Regions from separate parts of the Sus scrofa genome. Here region 1 is linked to region 2. Evidence: chromatin contacts called from public promoter capture Hi-C data. All regions are on one chromosome and are shown on one strand. Each heading gives the region's core, a stretch centred on a gene start, on an enhancer-like site or on the middle of the called end of the contact. The rest is flanking DNA. Distances are from core to core; before and after follow the strand shown. Region 1 overlaps MEI1 (meiosis inhibitor protein 1). Region 2 holds the start of TNFRSF13C (tumor necrosis factor receptor superfamily member 13C).

Region 1 (6,090 bases), core at 1,057-3,556, 160 kb after region 2:
TCGCTCAGTGGGTTAAGGATGGGGCATTGCCATGAGCTGTGGTGCAGGTCACAGACACGGCTGGAATCCTGTGTTGCTGTGATTGTGGTGTAGGCCGGTGGCTACAGCTCCAATTTGACCCTTAGCCTGGGAACCTCCATATGCTGCGTGTGCGGCCTTAAAAAGGTAAAAAAAAAAATTTGAAAAGGTGCAACAGGAATTAATGTAAGTGGCTAACAGGGGTACCCTTCTCTTGCTAAACACATATACTTCTGCCAATCAGTGAAGAGCTGAACTGTTTGCATATCACTGCTTGCATGTGGAATCTGGTAATGAGTTTGGCCTGATGGAAATGACTCCTCCGAGTTGCAGGTGAGCTCCCCCCCCAATCACTACTGCTGCTGCCTAACTTCGAGGTGCTGTCCACCTGGGCTAGAGCTAGCACAGAACCCGCACTACCCACCGTACACTGTGTGGCACTTGGAAAAGAAGAGCGGCTCTTCTGCCAGGAGTATCAGGCAGTTGTAGCTGGACCAAACGAGCACTTCACTGGAAGAGGAAAGATGCTCAAAGAGGAACTCTGGCCAAGGAGAAGCGGGGAAACCATCAGTGACAGCTGTGTGATGATGAGCCCTTAACTAACGCTATGGCCTTGGATTTACTAGCATCACACCTGTCACTTCATTTGTTCATACATCATCTCCATGAGACACGATCTTTAATTCACAGATAAATCTAGGAAATGCCCTCAGGCTAAGGATCTAGCCTCATTTTTTTTTTAACCCCATCTTTTAAAAAGATGGGGCAACTGAAACCCAGAGAGAGGTATGGTTGGTGGTAGAGGCAGGCTGGAACTCAGGCCCTCCAATTTTCAGACTAGGCAGCTGCACGATGCAGAGAAAAGAGGTTTTAGAGCCAGAGAGCCTTGATTTTGTATTCCTTCTCTACCAATGACTTGTCTTTTAAAACCAGTTATTTCTATTTTCTGATCTTCAATTTCCCTCTTCATAAAATAGCAAAGACAAGGACCTAAATATGGCAACATTTACAATGCATCTCAGGGCATATGTCCTGGTTCATAATAAGCATTTGAGAAAGAGTAGTTTATCTTGCCTCCCTGGTCCACAGGTCTTTCCACCACCCCACACTAGTTGTTTATTCCTAGATGGTCTATTTAATAACAAATAGAGTAACAAATTCCTCAAGGTCATATCAGAAATATGTAGCAAGGGGATTTAGAGTTTAAGAGGCCCACTTCCTAGAGTCACCAATGCATCCCTCCAGTATGCATACCAAAGAATCCCCAGAAGTTCCTGTCATGGCGAAGTGGTTAATGCATCCGAGTACGAACCATGAGGTTTCGGGATCGATCCCTGGCCTTGCTCAGTGGGTTAAGGATATGGCATTGCCGTGAGCTGTGGTGTAGGTTGCAGTTACGGCTTGGATCCTGCGTTGCTGTGGCTCTGGTGTAGGCCTGTGGCTATGGCTCCGATTAGACCCCTAGACCCCTAGCCTGGGAACTCCATGTGCCAGGGGAGCACCCCTAGAAAAGGCAAAAAGACAAAAAACAAAACACCCCACCAGAACTGCTGCTGCTGCTGCTGCTGCTGCTGCTACTCCAGGGCATCTAGTCAGAATTCTGGGGTCCTCAGAGGAGAAAGTTAGAAGGGACCTCCTACCTGGGATGTCAGCATGGAGGAAAGCCGGGGCATGCTTCGCTGGGGAGTGGACCAGCACTGCGGTTATACAGTGGGCACTGGCCACCTGCAGAGTCTCATCTCTGGAGAGAAGAAGCTGGAGAAACAGGTCGCAAAATGTGCCACAGTCACACCACTGACGGGACCAGAGGCAGGTAGCCTGAGCACCCTCAGGACAGAAGCCTGATTCGTCTCTGAATCCCTCCCACACTACTGGTGCCAGGCACAAGGACGGCGCTCAGGGAAAGCAGCTAAGGATTATGGAAAGATGCTATGAACAGCAGCAGGCGAGAAAGAACAAAAAAACACAACAGCACTCAAAGAACTCTAAAACCGTCACGAGGGCTCAGATCTTCATCATGAAAATATTTCTGCAGCCCTCATCTGGTTTTGATGTTTACAACTGGCCTGGGACATAACAAGGGATGGTTCTACAATGTGTTTTGCTTCACAGAATGTGCAGAAAAGAGTTAACATTGCAGGCCTGAGACGATCACCCTTGGAAAAGCCTGCCTGCAAGGCTGGCCACTCACTGGGTTTGAGATGTTAAATTTCAGGAGGGCTCTCAACACTCCCAGGACTGCAAAGACTGGCTCACTCTGACTAGACCATGTGCATGAACAGTGCAGTTTATGCCCAACATCTGCTTTCTTTCTGGGAATCAGGAATCTGGGCATGTGTTAGGCAGAGGTTGCCTACATGGTTGCCAGCTCCAAATAAAAACTTTAGGCACTGAGATTCTAACGAGCTTCCCTGCTACGCAGCATTTCACATGTGTTGTCGCCGTTCATGGCTGGAGGAATGAAGTGCATCTGGTGTGACTCCACCAGGAGAGAACTCTTGGAAGCTTGTGCCTGCTTTTCCCCAGACCTCACCCCATACTACTTTTCCCTTTGCTGCTTTTGCTTTGTATTCTTTTCCTGTAATAAATCATAGCAGTGACTATAACTATACACTGAATTCTGTGAGTCTTCCTAGTGAATCACTGAGCCTAGGAGTTGTCTCGGGGACCCTTAACACACAGAGGAAGGAATTAAAGTTCATTGAGGTCGGGTTACTTGTGCCAGGCCACAGCTAATAAGTGGCAAAGCGAAGACTGACTCAGGTCACATCCAAACATAGGAGTCTTCCCACAACTGAGATGCTTCCCTCATCAAAATTTTAAATCAAGTAACTCCTCTATTCGAAATACTTAAATGCATTTCTATTGCACTCTGAATAACACCCAAACTCTTAGTGGACACCATAGCTATTAGGCGTTCCTATAACATTCAGACATCAAGGAAAGAGTTAACCGCAATCACAGATTTTAAGTGAGGTAGAAACTGGACTTCTAGGGGAAAATAATGAGTAGAACATATATGGCAAGACAAAGGAGAGTGTGCCTGGTTTTAGAGCTTCAAAGGAAAAGCACCGAGTCACACAAGTCTGATAGAGGTGCCTGAGGACTACGAGCTTAAACCTATCTCAGTCATGTCAGACTTTAAAACAGACACATAAGCAGACGTTCCGTGGTATGTAAAGGCGTTTCCAGACATTAACCTTTAAGTTGTTCTCTTAGGAAATGACATGTATTCAGACATGTCTTTTGATATAAGGGAAACCATTATTTTATGTACCACTAAGAAAAAGAGCTATAATTAAACGATGACACATCATTGATGGTAAAATGTCTCCCAGTTTCAGAGCTGTTAATGTGTTTAAAAAAAAAAAAAGCACCTTTTAAAAATATTTACCCATTAAGCAAAACGATGATTCTTGATTTAAATTGCATGTCCTGGGAGTCCCCACTGTAGCTGTAGCACAGAGGATTAAGAATTCGAATGCAAATGCAGTAGCTCAGGTTTGATGCCCAGCCCAGCACAGTGGGTTAAAAGAATTCAGCATTGCTGCATGCAGCTGCAGTGTAGGTCACAGCTACAACTTGGATTCAATCCTTGGCCCAGGAACTTCCATCCATATGCCAGAGGTGCAGCCATATAAGTAAATAAATAAATAACATGCATATTCCTTATCAGTAAGAAAGAAACAATCTAACCCTATTTTTCCATCGTAAACAAAATTAAGTGTGGAAATCTATTTTTTTTTTAAATCCTTGTTACTCAGGAGTTCCCGTTATGGCTCAGTAGTAATGGACCAAACTAGTAATCATGAGGGCATGGGTTCGATCCCTGGCCTTATTCAGTGGGTAAAGGATCCAGCATTGCCATGAGCTGTGGCGTAGGTCAAAGATGTGGCTCGGATCTGGCATTGATGTGGCTGTAGTGTAGGCCAGAAACTCCAGCTCAGATTCAACCCCTAGCCTGGGAACATCCATATGCTGCGGGTTCAACCCTAAAAAGACAAAAAAGACCAAAAAAAAAAAAATCCCCCCAAAACCCTAATTACTCATTATGACCTATTTGGATGTGCATGACTTTCCCTGCTTAATCTCTAGCTTATCTGGGGCCACTTCACTCCCCCTCCCACCCCACTGGCCTCCATCAAGCACTTCCCTTCCTCTGGTTTACTTGTTCGTCCCCCTGCCTGAAATGCTTTTCTGCCCACTCTTCATATCACTAGCTAACTCTACTTGTTTTCAGCTTCATTGAGACATAATCAATCACTGATTCACTTTAATTCTCCAAGCATCAGCTCTAATGTCAATCCTTCAGGGAGCCCAAGACTGACCACTCAAACTACAGATGGTGTCCTCCGATACCATCTCATCTCCTCTATATTTTCTTTACAGCACTTAACAAATCTATAATTATTTTGCTTGTTCATCTACCTGTTTATTATCTGCCTTCCCCAAGTAGATGTGCAATGGCAAGAAACCAGTCTATTTACATACCATGGAAATCCCAACGCCTAACAGGGAGTGACATGTCACACTAGTGCTCAGTATGTGTTTGACCAAATCAATGAGTCAACATTTCAACAGCAAGAACACAAACATTGGCAATATATTTCCAGGGACCTGAATTTTGGGAGAATAAGTTGATTATCAGCCAAAAGCAAAAAAAAAAAAAAAAAAAAAAAAAAATAGTATTAGACTCTGACCAAAAAAAAAAAAAAAGTTAGAATGGAGGTAGAAGGACACAGGCTGGTCTTATCTTTAAAATTTTGATATTCTGTTCATGAATTTTTTGCACTAACTTTTTTTAAAATGCTGCATTAAAATATTACTTACCTTGAATGTTGAGTTTGTTAGCACCCCCTCAGATTTTGCACCCAAGGCAAGTGCCTCACTTGCCTCACCCTAGTCCCAATCTTGCTGGTTCCTATAGCAAGTTAAATGCTAATCATCCAAAATGGCCCATGGGGGAAAAAAAAAAAATGGCCCATGGAAGAACAGTCTCCACATATGGATGGAGGATGGGACCCCTAAACCAAGACTCCTCACTCTTCAAACCTCTCTCCCTAGGGAAGCACACTCTAATCTCTGTCCCTGCCCTGGTGTACTGTGAGGACACAAGACCTTGTGCTCCTGCTGAGCCCAGAATCAGTGTTCTAACCGGATGCCATCATGGACTCCAGGAAAGCAGCAATGAAGGCAACATAGAAAAAAAATAACCCAACATGAGATTTTGTGGTTCAGAGACACAGGACTTGCTCTTCAAAGTTCACAACCCCTGCGTGGACCACTCCAGAAGCATCCCAGGGAGACAAGGAGGAGCAGTCTGCTCCAGCTTTTTAACACCTACCTGGCCTATCCCCAACTGTCCCTTTCCCATTTCTGACCAGGGCTCCTCCTCCTTTCCACAGAAAGAGTTCCACAGTCTGGTCAATGAATGACATTCCTGTTACCAGATGACAGTAAGTAGCTCTGCCAAGCCCTGTGCTGAGCACTGCAGAGATAGACAGCCAGACACCTGTCCTGCCCCTAAAAAGCTCCCAGCCAATCCACCACAATACAGTGAGCTAAGCTCTGTGAGAGAAGCACATTCTGCCTAAAGGATCCAGGTGACAGAGGAGCTGTGAGAGGCCTCCTGAAGTCAGACTTTAAAGTCAGGCTTTAAAGGCAAAGGGGAAGAAGGCCTGCACAGGCACAGAGACCGGATACCCCGGCACAGGCAGGCCCAGGGAGGAGCTGCATATGGCTGGAGCACTGTGTTGTGGGGCGGAAGAGACAGGCAAGTAAGGCTGAAGGGATATGCCGGGTCCAGAAAAAGAGGGCCCTGGGTACCGAGCTAAAAAGCTTGAGTTTTATCCCTCAAACAGCTTGTTCCTCTTGCTGCATGTGTTGTCCATTCTTAGACAACCCAGATGTGAAGAGGAAGATACAAATACAAGGATTCGTGACTGAAAGAAAACCAACTTTTGAGTCTTCTAATACCATAATGTTTTGGCCAGTAAGAAAACACTGGATAGAAGGGGTGGTGGATGAAGAAAAGGCCCAAGAGGCACTTAGGATCCCTTGTCATTGAACCCA
Region 2 (5,875 bases), core at 1,148-3,647:
AGCATATGGAGAGTCCCCAGGGGTCGAATCAGAGCTGTAGCTGTGACCTACACCACAGCCACATCAACACCAGATCCGAGCCATGTATGTGACCTACCCCCACAGCTGCAGCAATGCCGCATCCTTAACCCATGGAGTGAGGCCAGGGATCGAACCCTCATCCTCATGGATACTGGTTGGGTTCGTTACGGCTGAGCCACGACGGGAACATCCCCCCACTTCCCTATTTAGAAGGTGCAAGTGGAAGGTCTGTCTGGAGTCAGGTGCCCCACACACCATCAACACCAATCCTGCTGCCCACTCTGTGCTTGGCACTGCCCACTGCAGGCACTTAGGAGGCACTGGTAAGGGTGAAAGTGGAGCCTCTCTGGTTCTCCCTCCAGGTGGCCGGTATAGAGGTGGCTCCTGTGAGTGGCCTCCCCTCTCCCGGGGACAGGCTCCCCCTCCAGGGTCCCAAGACCCAGCCCACTTGGCCTGAACATCTGGCTGGGGGTGAAGAGATGCCGCATGTGTGGTAAGGGCCCTGCCGCCCTGAGGGTCGCGGGTGAGAACAGGACCAGTAGCGATGGGGGGGGGGACAGGGGCCCAGTCTTTAGGCCTTGCCCCCACCCCTCTGCCCTAAGGAGGCCCTTCCCTGCCTTGGCTCCTGGCAGGCCCCTGGCTCCCCCACCCCCTCACCACACACCCCCACTCACACCCACACCCACCGCCCCGGACCCACTTCTCCTTTGCAGTTGCCCCACCGCCTACACCTTCCTGCTACGGAGTTGCTGGCCCGTGGGCAGGGGACGGAGAGGCAGTGGGCCAGGGCGGCTCAAGGCCAGCCGGCTCGAGGTTCTGTGTGAGTCCTCGTGTCCTCGGAGCCAGAAACCTGGGGGCCGGCCTTGCTCCCCTCACTCCATAGCATCACTCCTCCCTCCTAAACAGCTGCTGGCTGCTCCCTGGCCCTGAGTCATGGGGGAGCCTCCTTGCTACTCCACTCACCCTGTCTCCAACCCCACAGCAGGGGGAACGTCCCTTCAAAGGCACAGCTCAGACCCTCTCCCCCACTCAGGTACCTCCTGGGGCTCCTCACTGCCCAGGGCTTATGGCTTGCGGCCTGGCCCGCCCAGCTGCAGCCTCAGTCTCTCTCCCTCGGCAGCACCTCTGGAGGCAGGGGCCAGGCCTGTCCCCAGAGTCGGCTTCCACTTTCCCAGCTCCTGCTTTTGCCCTCTGCCTAGAAGTTTCCCCTCCCCTCTGAGCTGCTGAAGATCTACTCCAGCCCCTAAGCCCCCTCCGTGCCCCAGGGACTGTCAGTCCTTCCGCTGTACACCCCCAGCCCTGAGTGCCCCAGGGTCTGGCCAGGCCCACCATGAGGCTCTAAGCCCGTGGTCCATGCTGAGGCTCTCTGCCAGCCCCTGCCCCGGGGGAGGGGGCAGCGGAAGTCCAGGAAGGCCCAGGGGGCTTGAGTGTCCGCCTGACACTCAGTGTGAGAGACAGGTGGGGCTTCCCCAAACACTGGCGAGTGGAGACACACAGAAGAGGCCCCACAGAGACACAGGCGAGCAGGCCAGGACACACACAGCCCTGGGAGGAGGAGGTGGGGTGGGTGGGCTGCCCACTTAGTGCCTACTGGGCCTGGGTCTGTCTGCTCATCTGTTGATCTGAGCCTCCCTCCTGCTTAGGATCTGGAGACCGAGCTGCCCCCGGTCTGTGCCCTCCACTCCAGCCAGCGGTTCTGACTGTGTCACTCCCTGCATGGCTCTCAAGTGCCCTTCTGGCCAGAATCCGAGCTTCTCTCAGTTAAGGCCCCAGCCCGGCCCTCTGGTTCCAGCATTCCCTGGCCTTCGTATTTGGCCCCCAGGCCCCTTGCTCACCCTGGGTGCCCCCCGCCCCCTGCGACCTCAGTTCAGCCAGCAAACACCTTATCATCTCCTCCACAAAGCCTTCCCGTGCCCTGTGGTACCACCTTCACTGATGCCATGCTGTGAGGTGTCGTCTCCCCCATCACCACCACCAGTGTGAGTCCCCTGGGGCTTGGTACCATGTGGGGGCCCTCAGGATGTCTTCGATGAACTGACCAGCTCTGCGGGAGAAGGGCAGGAGAGCTTCCCAGAGGAGGCAGCTGGGGGGAGATGGCTGGTGGGGAGCACCTGGGCCTATGGGCTGGCCTTGGGGGGCAGGGCAGAAGAGGCCTCCCCGAGGTCTGTGTCCTCTTCAGGGACCCATCCTCTGCTCCCCAAGGGCGGGCCCTTGTCTGAGCCCCAGCCTTGTCCCAGTGCCCAGCAGGGAGCCCGCCCCGTGGTTGTCTGGGGGTGATGGTTGAGTGGCTGAATGGAGGAACCACAGATAGAAGGTCTGGGGTGCTGAGGCCCTGGCTAAGAGTGGTCCCACCCCGTCCCACCCCAGCAGGCAGGAGGGCGGGGCGGGGCGGAGTGGGTGGCGGCCCCTCCCGGTTTCTTCCCCGTGGGGCAGCAGAGGCCAGACTCTGTCCCGGCAGGGTGTGCAGACAGGCCTGGGCTTTGGCAGCATGAGGCGAAGGGCGAGGAGTCTGAGGGGCAGGGACGGGCCGGTCCCCACGCAGTGCCTGCAGACCCAGTGCTTCGACTTGCTGGTGCGCAACTGCGTGGCCTGCAGCCTCCTCCGCACGCCCGATCCTGGACCGGGTAAGCGTTACCCGGCTCTGGCCGTTGGAGCGCCAGGGCAGCCCTGGTGGAGGGAAGGAGGGTCCTGCCACCGAGGCTCGTGCCCCGCCAGAGCCGCAGGCATGGCCCGCACCTGCCCAGGACCCGGGCTGGGGCATCAGTTAACGGGGGGCTGTGGGCTGGAGCCTGAGTGGCTCAGCCATGCGGGCTGCGGGCTGGAGCCTGCGCGCGGCCGTGGCCCCTCCTGCTCCCCCCCCCCCACCGGCTGTCCCTCCCCTCCCGTCCCAGCCTCTCCTCCCTCCGACCTTCCCCTACCCTCTCTTCCCTCCCCTCTGCCCCTGACCTCCCTCTCCGTCCCCTCCAGCAGGCGGCCCGAGCAGCCTGGCTCCCGGGACGGCGCTGCAGCCGCAGGAGTCGGTGGGGCCCGGGGCCGCCGAGGCCGAGGCCGCGCTGCCACTCCCGGCGCTGCTCCTGGGCGCCCCCGCGCTGCTGGGCCTGGCGCTGGCCCTGGTCCTGCTGGGCCTGGTGAGCTGGAGGCGCCGCAGGCAACGGCCCCGCGCCTCGGCTGCCCCGGAGGCCCCGGAAGCCCTGGACGGAGACCAGGACGGTACGTTCCCCGTCTAGAGGAACCGAGAGGCACTGTCCAGCCCGGGAAGGTCCGGCCCTGGGGGACGGGGGCCGTCGGAGGGGACACATGGCCCTGGCGGGCTAGGGGCCCTGGGAAGGGGGTCTGAAGCCAGGCAGATGGAGGGGGCGGCGAGGGGCGCCGTCTGAGATCTCAGGCTGAGCGGGGAGCAGCGGCCCTGCCCAGGGTCCCGGCCTGGTGAGCGCCTGAGTGAGGAAGACGCGGGCTGGGGGCCCGGGGGAGGGAGGGGTCGTCCTGCCCTCGCTCCGGGAAGGCCAAACTGACCCCCACGCCTCCTCTCCCAGTGTCAGCACTGCCACTGCGCAAACCCTCCCAGCACTTCCGGTCCCGAGGGCCCATCATGTGCCACCCTCCCCCTCCCCACCGCCGCCTAGGGGCTTCCTCGCCTGACTTCTCTCAGAAGTCGGAGGGCTCTCTCTCCGGGGAGGTTCCAGAAACGGGATGGCGGAAGGCTGTGACCCAATCCTGACCCTGCACCCCCCCACCCCCCAACCAGGGCCCCTGGATAATGACATCGTCCCCTCTCCTGGAACCCTGGATGCCACTGCTCCCATCTGGCTTCCACCCAGCGAAGACTCAGCCACCACCCCACCTGCCCACAGCGTCCCTGTGCCAGCCACGGAGCTGGGTTCCACTGAGCTGGTGACCACCAAGACGGCCGGCCCTGAGCAGCAGTAGCGATGGAGGGGACAGGAGGCTGCCCTCAGGCAGAGGCTTGGAGGTTGAATTCGGCTCCTCTCCCCTGGTCCCACCTGCTTCTTTACTGAGAGTCAAGCTGCTCCCGGGCTCATCCTGCAGAACTATAGGCGCTGCAGACACAGGGTTCGGACTACATGGGATCCTATGGCGTGTTCGCATTTGGCTTAAAATCAGACTATCTTTGGCAGCCCTCAAAGCCTGAGCTATGTGCCTTTGAGGGGTTGGGCACCCTGAGTAGGCGTTTTTCTTTAAGCATGGGGAAGCCACCATCAGCCAAAATGAATCTAGGAGAAGGATCAAGTGGGAGGATGCCTAATTTGTGGCTGTATGTTGTATTTAATACTTGCTCTCAGAGTCGTTCTGCTTTTAAACTGATGCCAATGACAGCAATGAGTAACCAACTGACCCTTTGGGATTTCGCACAAGGTAATTCTAAGAAATAGCCTGGATTGTCCTGATTCTTTGGCACCTGTACCCTAGGGTCAGCCCTGAGTTTGACCCAACCTGCTAGAACTTACGATGCCAGCTTTACCCTGGTGGCCGCTTCCAGAACCCCAGGCTCACACTTGGGAGGAAGTCTACAGCTTCTGGGGCTGGACTGCAAATTCACACCGAAGGTACCCTGGCAGGCCTCTCCATCAGAGACCACCTGGAGTCCTAGCCGCCTCCAGAGCACTCTGAGCTGTACACAGGGCAGGGCCCAAGACCTGCAGGAGGCTCTTTTGTTCAGAGGCCAGGGCAGGCCTGTAGCCTTGAACCAGCTGGACCTGATATCCCTTGAGCTCCCTTCTGTGGCCTGTCCTCCTCAAGTGCTCAGGTCACTTGGCCATTCTGTGCCAGCTCCCTGCAGTCACCCATCATCCCAGTGGAACTGTTCCTCGGACACTGGTGCCCCTTGCCCTGGAGAGTGGAGCTGAGACCATCTCTTCCAGTTCTGGACCACACTGTGAACTCAGCTGGCCACTGACTCTCCTGCTGGCCCTCCTACACAGAGTTAGAAACAGTTGACCCGGACTTCACCCTGGACAGTGCCATGGAACTTGTCACAGTTTAGCACCCCCGGAAGGGGCACTGGACGGCGAGTCAGAAGATGGGACCCTGGGTACCAGTTTGTTCCACTTGTAGGTCCTTGACCCTGTTCTGTTCTGCGCATCCGATGCTTTCTGCCCGCCTCTCCCTGACCTGCCTATCAGAGCTGCCCAGCAGATACCCACCTTGCCTGCCCACCCCTTTCCCAGCTCAGAAGAGTCAGCAGTCAGCAGTCAGCAGCATTTGCAGCCTCGAGGACCACCTCTCCCTCCTGAACCCGGCTCAGATGTCCCCCGCTCCCTGGCTGCCAGGTGGCTGGGGTGAGGTCAGGGTGGGCGCAACAGGCAGGACAGTGGGAGGCAGGCCCAGAATGGGCCCATCTTTCCCCTTCTCTCCATCTCAGGGTTGGGGAGCAGTCTGAGTTGTTCCCGGCCATGCCTGTCTCCCACACCATCTTTTCCACCGCAGCCGGGGGTGGGGGCACCTGGAGGTGAAACAAGTGGGTGAAACCCCCCTGGGGCCCAGACATGCAAACCTCGGGCACCACTGTGTGCCCACTGAACCCCTGGTCTGGTCTCAGTTTCCTTTTAAGAAAAATGGGGGGAGGGGGATACAAAGCTCTCCTCCTGGCCCGTGGCTCTCCCAGGAGGACTGGGAGGGAACTCGAGAGAGCACACACTCCCCCTCCATTTTGCAGATGAGAAAACTGAGGCCCAGAGAGGGGGCCTCATCCAGCGAATCGCAGAGGGCAATTCCCTGGGGAGGAACCAGGAGCAGAGGCCAGGGGATGGGTGGACAAGAATGGGGTCTGTCTCCCCTAAAAAAGCCCCACCTCCCAGAGGCCTCCATTTTCTAGCCCTCCATCCTGCCCTTGCTT

The links. Promoter capture Hi-C pulls out the DNA fragments that hold promoters and counts their contacts.
Region 1: a contact with region 2 is called in a promoter capture Hi-C map of fetal skeletal muscle, with 5 times the contacts expected there. The contact joins the enhancer-like site here to the promoter of TNFRSF13C in region 2. A contact is called at or near these places in 2 of 5 promoter capture datasets (fetal skeletal muscle and skeletal muscle), 5 of 47 Hi-C or Micro-C datasets (brain, embryonic fibroblasts, omental adipose tissue and 2 more) and 1 of 2 datasets of contacts at active chromatin or transcription factors (skeletal muscle).

What each region holds. Positions count from the first base shown.
Region 1 is chr5:6,854,160-6,860,249 of Sscrofa11.1, forward strand. MEI1 (meiosis inhibitor protein 1) reads right to left here. Exons shown (of 36, transcript XM_021091442.1): 8 at 1,659-1,773; 9 at 443-559. Among named protein-coding and RNA genes, the nearest start is that of MEI1, 13 kb to the right of the region's middle. Within about 2 kb of position 2,307, at least 1 of the 83 cell types and tissues checked has an H3K27ac peak or open chromatin away from gene starts, as enhancers often do. A contact at or near this core is called in fetal skeletal muscle, where this site is marked.
Region 2 is chr5:6,697,415-6,703,289 of Sscrofa11.1, forward strand. It overlaps TNFRSF13C (tumor necrosis factor receptor superfamily member 13C), which reads left to right and starts at 2,398. Exons shown (of 3, transcript XM_021091440.1): 1 at 2,398-2,645; 2 at 2,992-3,231; 3 at 3,767-5,875. The coding sequence starts at 2,510. The coding sequence ends at 3,948.